Linked DNA regions of Rattus norvegicus: region 2 is linked to region 1. The links are chromatin contacts, called in public Hi-C maps. All regions are on one chromosome and are shown on one strand. The core of a region is the stretch at or near the end of the contact, and the rest is flanking DNA. Distances in the headings are between cores, read along the strand shown. Region 1 overlaps Serbp1 (Serpine1 mRNA binding protein 1). Region 2 overlaps Il12rb2 (interleukin 12 receptor subunit beta 2).

Evidence for each region. A called contact is a pair of places that touch in the nucleus more often than the background predicts.
Region 2: a Hi-C map of Schwann cells shows a contact between it and region 1, with 2.9 times the contacts expected there. The contact joins two enhancer-like sites. A contact is called at or near these places in 5 of 12 Hi-C or Micro-C datasets (the A7r5 cell line, Schwann cells, frontal cortex and 2 more).

Annotation. Positions count from the first base shown.
Region 1 is chr4:97,739,262-97,741,961 of GRCr8, forward strand. Serbp1 (Serpine1 mRNA binding protein 1) reads left to right here. Exons shown (of 8, transcript NM_145086.1): 6 at 2,345-2,522. Among named protein-coding and RNA genes, the nearest start is that of Serbp1, 9.3 kb to the left of the region's middle. Within about 2 kb of position 1,295, at least 4 of the 93 cell types and tissues checked have an H3K27ac peak or open chromatin away from gene starts, as enhancers often do.
Region 2 is chr4:97,783,422-97,786,442 of GRCr8, forward strand. The region is part of intron 9 of Il12rb2 (interleukin 12 receptor subunit beta 2); the gene reads right to left. Among named protein-coding and RNA genes, the nearest start is that of Serbp1, 54 kb to the left of the region's middle. Within about 2 kb of position 1,675, at least 6 of the 93 cell types and tissues checked have an H3K27ac peak or open chromatin away from gene starts, as enhancers often do.

The DNA of each region.
Region 1 (2,700 bases), core at 45-2,544:
AAAGGCATGTGTCACCACTTTTCATTTCAATCCATTTATTTAAAATATTTAACTGTTAAAGAATTAATTTTCATATAGAGCATAGGAGAAAGCCTATGTTTCCTAGTATCATTTAGTGAAGAGATTGTCATTCTTCGGCGTGTATGTTCTTGGAACCTTATGTAAAAAAAATCAAATGGCTGTAAATACATGGATTCATTTTTAGGTTTTCTGTTATTTGGAACTGTGTTGGGTCTGTGTCATTTTATGTAGGACAGTGATTCTCAGGCCACGTTAGATGAATCAAAGGAGTATTCTTTCTTAGCTTCAAAAGAGTAGCTCTGGTAGCCGGGCATGATGACATAAACCCATAATTATAGCACTTAGGAGGTGGATGCAAGATGATCAGGAATTCAAGGCCAGCCGGGACTACATAGCAAGTTTGAGATCCTCTGAAACTACATGAGAGAAAACAATAGAAATGTAAAGTGCTATTTTGGTGAGCAACTCCTAAGCGTTGTATTTTGTGAGCTTGTTGGAATAAGGAATATCACTGGAATATACAAAAGTAAATAGAAATAGATAGTCTTTTACATTGAGAATTTTTATTGTGTTGGTTGGTGGTGCACACCTTCAATCTCAGCACTTAGGAAGCAGGGGCAGGTAGATAACCTGAGTTTGAGGTGAGAGTTGTTCAGGACAGCCAGTGCTACCCAGAGAAGCCCTATCTTGAAAAACATAACAAGAATGTATATATGAAATGTGTTACTTGGAGGGGTAAGCATAATGGGGATTAATGGTACCTCTCACAGTAGTAAACATATCCTTTCTCCTTATTAAACAATTTTGAGTCACTTTCAGATTGATTCTCAAAGAGTGTTTCTCAGAGAAAATTATGTATTCATGGAATATTAGAAAGGATTTCTCTGGTCAGGGCCCAGGAGCAGTTGGGACAATTATTTCTAATGAAGATCATGGTCACCATGTTAAGAGTAGTCTACTCTTAGTGAAGTAGGGGGAAACCAAGTGTAAGGATAGTTGAAGTAAGCAAAACTTAGGTAGTTTTTAAAGGTAGGTATTATTGCCAGAATTAGTGAATCATTAGGGCAATTCCAGGGCTTTAGTTCTATTTGGAAAATTAATTGATAACTTTATTCAATGTCCTGTCAAATCGAATGTCAGTTTACTTCAGGAAGTTATAAGACAGAATCTAGAATCTGTCCAAATATAAAGAACTACATAAAGATATTTTAGCAATGATGCTAAACCAAATCACTTGCTATCTTTGGAAAGAAGCAGAGCTCCCCAAAATAGCAAATGATTTGTTTGGTGACATTTAGAATTAGACTAAGATATTGGATCCCTAGGCCTGAGCTTTATGTAGAAAGGGGAACAGATAATTAAAACAGTTAAAACCTAACAATTACATTGAGAAATAACTGTTTTGGTATAAATACTGAAACTAGTTTGTTTTGTGGACAGTCCATTACTAGTGAAACCTCAGTCTCCTGTCCATGTGTTAGGTTGGTTGGTTTGAGTTGAGAATTATGTAGAATTTCAGATTTGTAGAAATTAGGTTTTTATACTTGCCTTGAGTGCTAAAGTAGGAGAGCATTAGATATAATGGTCTCCTTTATGAAATAAAAGATGAGGTGGTGTTGGTTCAGTCAGTAAAGCACCTGCTGCTCAAGCTTCAAGACCTTGGCTAGTACCCACGTAAAACCCAGGAATGGGTGCACATCTGACCAGCCTTACCCTTTTAGTGAGGATGGGAAGGTTTTTAGAGCCCAAGGAAGATGCCAACATTGACCTTTGGCCTTTACATGGACATGCACGGTGAACACCTGATGCACTGCATACACTCACTGTTTTGGGAGAAAGTAGACAATGAAATTATTTAGACAAGATGGTACAGTTTAAAATATAGTTTGAAAGAAATGTGTAATAATGGGTTAATAAGGCAGTTTAGGGGAACTATTCATTTAAGAAGGCAAGTTAATTTGTATACACAAGTGGGCAAGTAGACTGGTGGTCTCTACCCTGTTGCATATTGGTCACGGTCACTGGCTTATGTAGAAAGCTGGTTCTACTTTTGATGGTCTTTCTTGCAGATTACTAACGATTTGTTTCTTATAATTTGAAATACATATTTTAAAATTTTGATTTATGTATTTTGCCTACATCTGTGTATTGTACTTTACTTACCTGTTGTCTGTGTAGTTCAGAAGAGGGCTTTCCATCTCCTGGAACTGGAGTTAGAGGGAGTAGTGAGTTATCCTGTGTGTGTCAAGTCAGTGCTCTTAACCATTTTTCTACAAATTGGTATCTGCTGCCACCAGGCATAAAATGTAAATCTTTTTAACAGGGAGAACGAAGTTGAAGAGGTTAAGGAAGAGGGTCCAAAAGAGATGACTTTGGATGAGTGGAAAGCTATTCAAAATAAAGACCGAGCAAAAGTAGAATTTAATATCCGAAAACCAAATGAAGGTGCTGATGGACAATGGAAAAAGGGATTTGTTCTGCATAAATCAAAAAGTGAAGAGGTATTGTTTAAATTTGTTCAGATGTGATTTGAATTATTTTTGTTTTTAATGAATATGGATAACTTTTTTTTTTTTTTTTTTTTTGGAGATAGGGATTTCTTCCTGTGTGTAACTCTGGCTGTTTTGGAACTTGCTTTGTAGGCAGATCTGGCCTTGAACTTCAGATTCACCGGCTTCT
Region 2 (3,021 bases), core at 425-2,924, 45 kb after region 1:
GCAAACACTCACTTCTTCTGGGTTTCTGTTTTAAAATTGGTAAAACAACACAGAGAGCCATTCACAGAGACACACAGAGAAAAACAAACACAGAAGGCATGGCCATGGGTGGGTAAGTTGGGGGAGAGGGTGCTTTTGTTAAATATAGACAATGCAGTGCTTCTTAAAACAGCAAACCCAAGACTTCCAGGAGCTAAACTGGTAAAATTGATACTTAGGAACTTGAATTAGCCATCTGTGCTGGGAACCTAGTTCCAAACTGTAAAATTTCATTTGAGATCATTTGGGAACAAACCCACGAAGTAAGCAGAAACTCTCTGTTACTTATCTCTGGTCTGTACAGTGTTTTGTCCAGTGGCCATGGCAAATGGAAGCTCAGCCTGTGAGGAGTTGTCAGGCCTACCTCTGGCAGTCCCCATTGCTACCTACTGCAGGAAGAAGACAGGGCTTTCTGGGCACAGTTATCTGTTCATGGCAGGAGACTCTGTTTACTAGAAGACATACCCATGGACCAGCCAATGCCCTTGCTCTGGTTTCTCACTTCCCAGGAGGCTAAATAACTTGGTTTCCTATGCAGTTTCTCTGCCAGAAGAGTTTGGGCTGACATGAACATCTGGCACACTTCAATTCTTTCACTGTAAGTGAACGAACCAGTTTTCTGATTGTAATATGGATTCCGAGACATTTAGCAGAGGAGAAAGGATGTTCTGATCTGCTGAGTCAAGACTTCTGGTTGGCCCGGTGCCTGCATTCTTACTGTGATTAATGAATGAGCTCTCTCAGCTTTGTGAGATGCAAGCCTCTTGGGGGAAACTCTTTGGTCCTCAAGTCCTAAACTAGATCTTGGTCCAGTGGACTGGGTGCAGACAGTGCTGCTGAGGAACTTTTGGAGTCTGTTGAGCGTCATCCTGAAGTTATCTTTTCAGGTGTCCATTACAATTCATCTTAATGCCTGTTTGAAGGTTATATAAGCAAGTATTTGCTTTTAATTATATTCCCTAGGGGTGTGTGTGTGTGTGCGTGTGGGTGTGTGTGTATGTTTTGGACACAGGCTTTCACTGTGAAACCCTAGTTGATTTAGAACTCACTATAGAAACCAAGGTGACCTCCATTTTGTGTTAGCTCCCCTGCCTCTGGTATTATAGGTATGCACCACCACACCCAGCCATGCAAATGCTTCTTAAAATTTGATGCTCTAACAAATACCATATTAATAAGCTTGGCCTTTATCGAAGGAGAAAAAGAACACAGAGGAAGCAAATGCTTGTGGAGGAAGCAGCCTCTGGGAAATGGGGGGCTTTGTGGACGGTTAATCTGAGGAATGACTTGGTGGGAGAACTTGGACAGTCTATGTTAGACACATTTATCTTTGAACCTATATGGCTGGCTGGGAAGGATGGTATGAGAGACAGCTAAGGGGCTGCCTTTCTGTAATGGGCACTCGCTTCCATCTGTAATGTTTTTTTTTCCCCCTCTTTGTGATGTGTTGCTCCTCAGGCCTGAGAGAGTGAGGTTCAGGTCATCACAATTTACAGATTGACTTCCCTGTCACCTTTCCAGTTGCAAAGCACCTTCTCCAGCCGAGAGGTTATGACCCATTCTGACGCACAGCGTCTACTAAAAGCATGAGTTTAGCAATTTGGAATGGGTGGGGACAAGATTTTTTTTTTTACCCAAGAGCCAAAAGGCTCTGAGTCACAGGAGACCAGAAGTGAATTCTGAAGACGTACATGCTGCCGAGCCAACTGACTCTGTAGATAAATGTATCTGCACTCCAGTGCTACTCATTTGAGTTAGTGATAAGGGAGAAAAAGAACATTTTGTTAATCGCGAGCTTTACTTTTCTTGTCATGTCTAGGAGTTTTCATTTCCCATTCTAAGGCGTGAGCTCAGGCACAGAGCTGCTGAGCAACTAGCTCAAGCCCTACCCAGGGAGAAGACATAGGAGATTATAGAGCGCCCCCTGGTGGGCAGTGGCGAGGGCGTTACCGGGAGTGTGCAGCAGTCAATCCTGCATCTCTAGTGCCTACATCTCTTTTAACAGAGTTGAGTGTGGCCCTCAGGCCAGTGTTCATACGTGGTCAGAACATGCTACAAGACAAGGCTGTCCTTTTGATTTCCTTCTCCACTTTTCTCTCTGCGCTCTGTGGAAACACTGCTAATAAACCACTTCCTGGCTACTCCTACGGTAAAGGTTCTCAACATCAAAAATAACTCGGGGAACAAAACCTGAGACAGAACAAAATCTGACATGTCTCAGGACGGGACACACTTGATTTGAAATTTTTAAGTTAAAAATCTACCGGAGGAAGGCACCTCTGAATTGATAAACTATTTATTACTAAGACTTAGACAAAACTGGTTGTATTTGTTTTAAAGTAAAACTTGACTCCTTGATGCAAACAATGAAAAGAAGGAAAGCTAGGAGGCTGCATGGCACCGTGGGCAGAGGGCAGCTCTAATGTCAGAGGGAAAATCTCTAGAGTTTGGCTAATATCAAAGAAGAGCAGCACTGACCAAGGCCCCTTCCGAAGCCCAGGTTTTTGGATACGTTAGGCACAGCTCTTCTTTCTTTCTGTTTCAGCTTGGAATGTCGCTGATTTTGTGCATGTGTGATGCTGGGGATTGAGGACTGGGGATTGGGGACTGGGGATTGGGGACTGTGCATGCTAGGACAGGCACTTCACACCGAGCTGTATTTAGCCCCAGCCTTGATTCTTTGATTTTTAGCACTTTGAGATATAGTATTCCTATTTTCAAAATAAGGATAATAATAACTCTTGGCTTCTTTGGCTCTCTATGAAATTTCTACTAATGGTTGGGCTATTTACAAAGTACATATAATTTGTGAGTCGAAAACTGAGTACTGGGTGGGCAGGATGGCTCAGTGGGTAAAGAGGTGTTTGCTAACAAGCCTGATGATTGGGTTCAATTTCTGAAACCCACATAGTGGAAAGAGAGAACAGGCCCACACTATGAATGACACATGCACACAACCTCAAATAAGTAAATATAGAAACA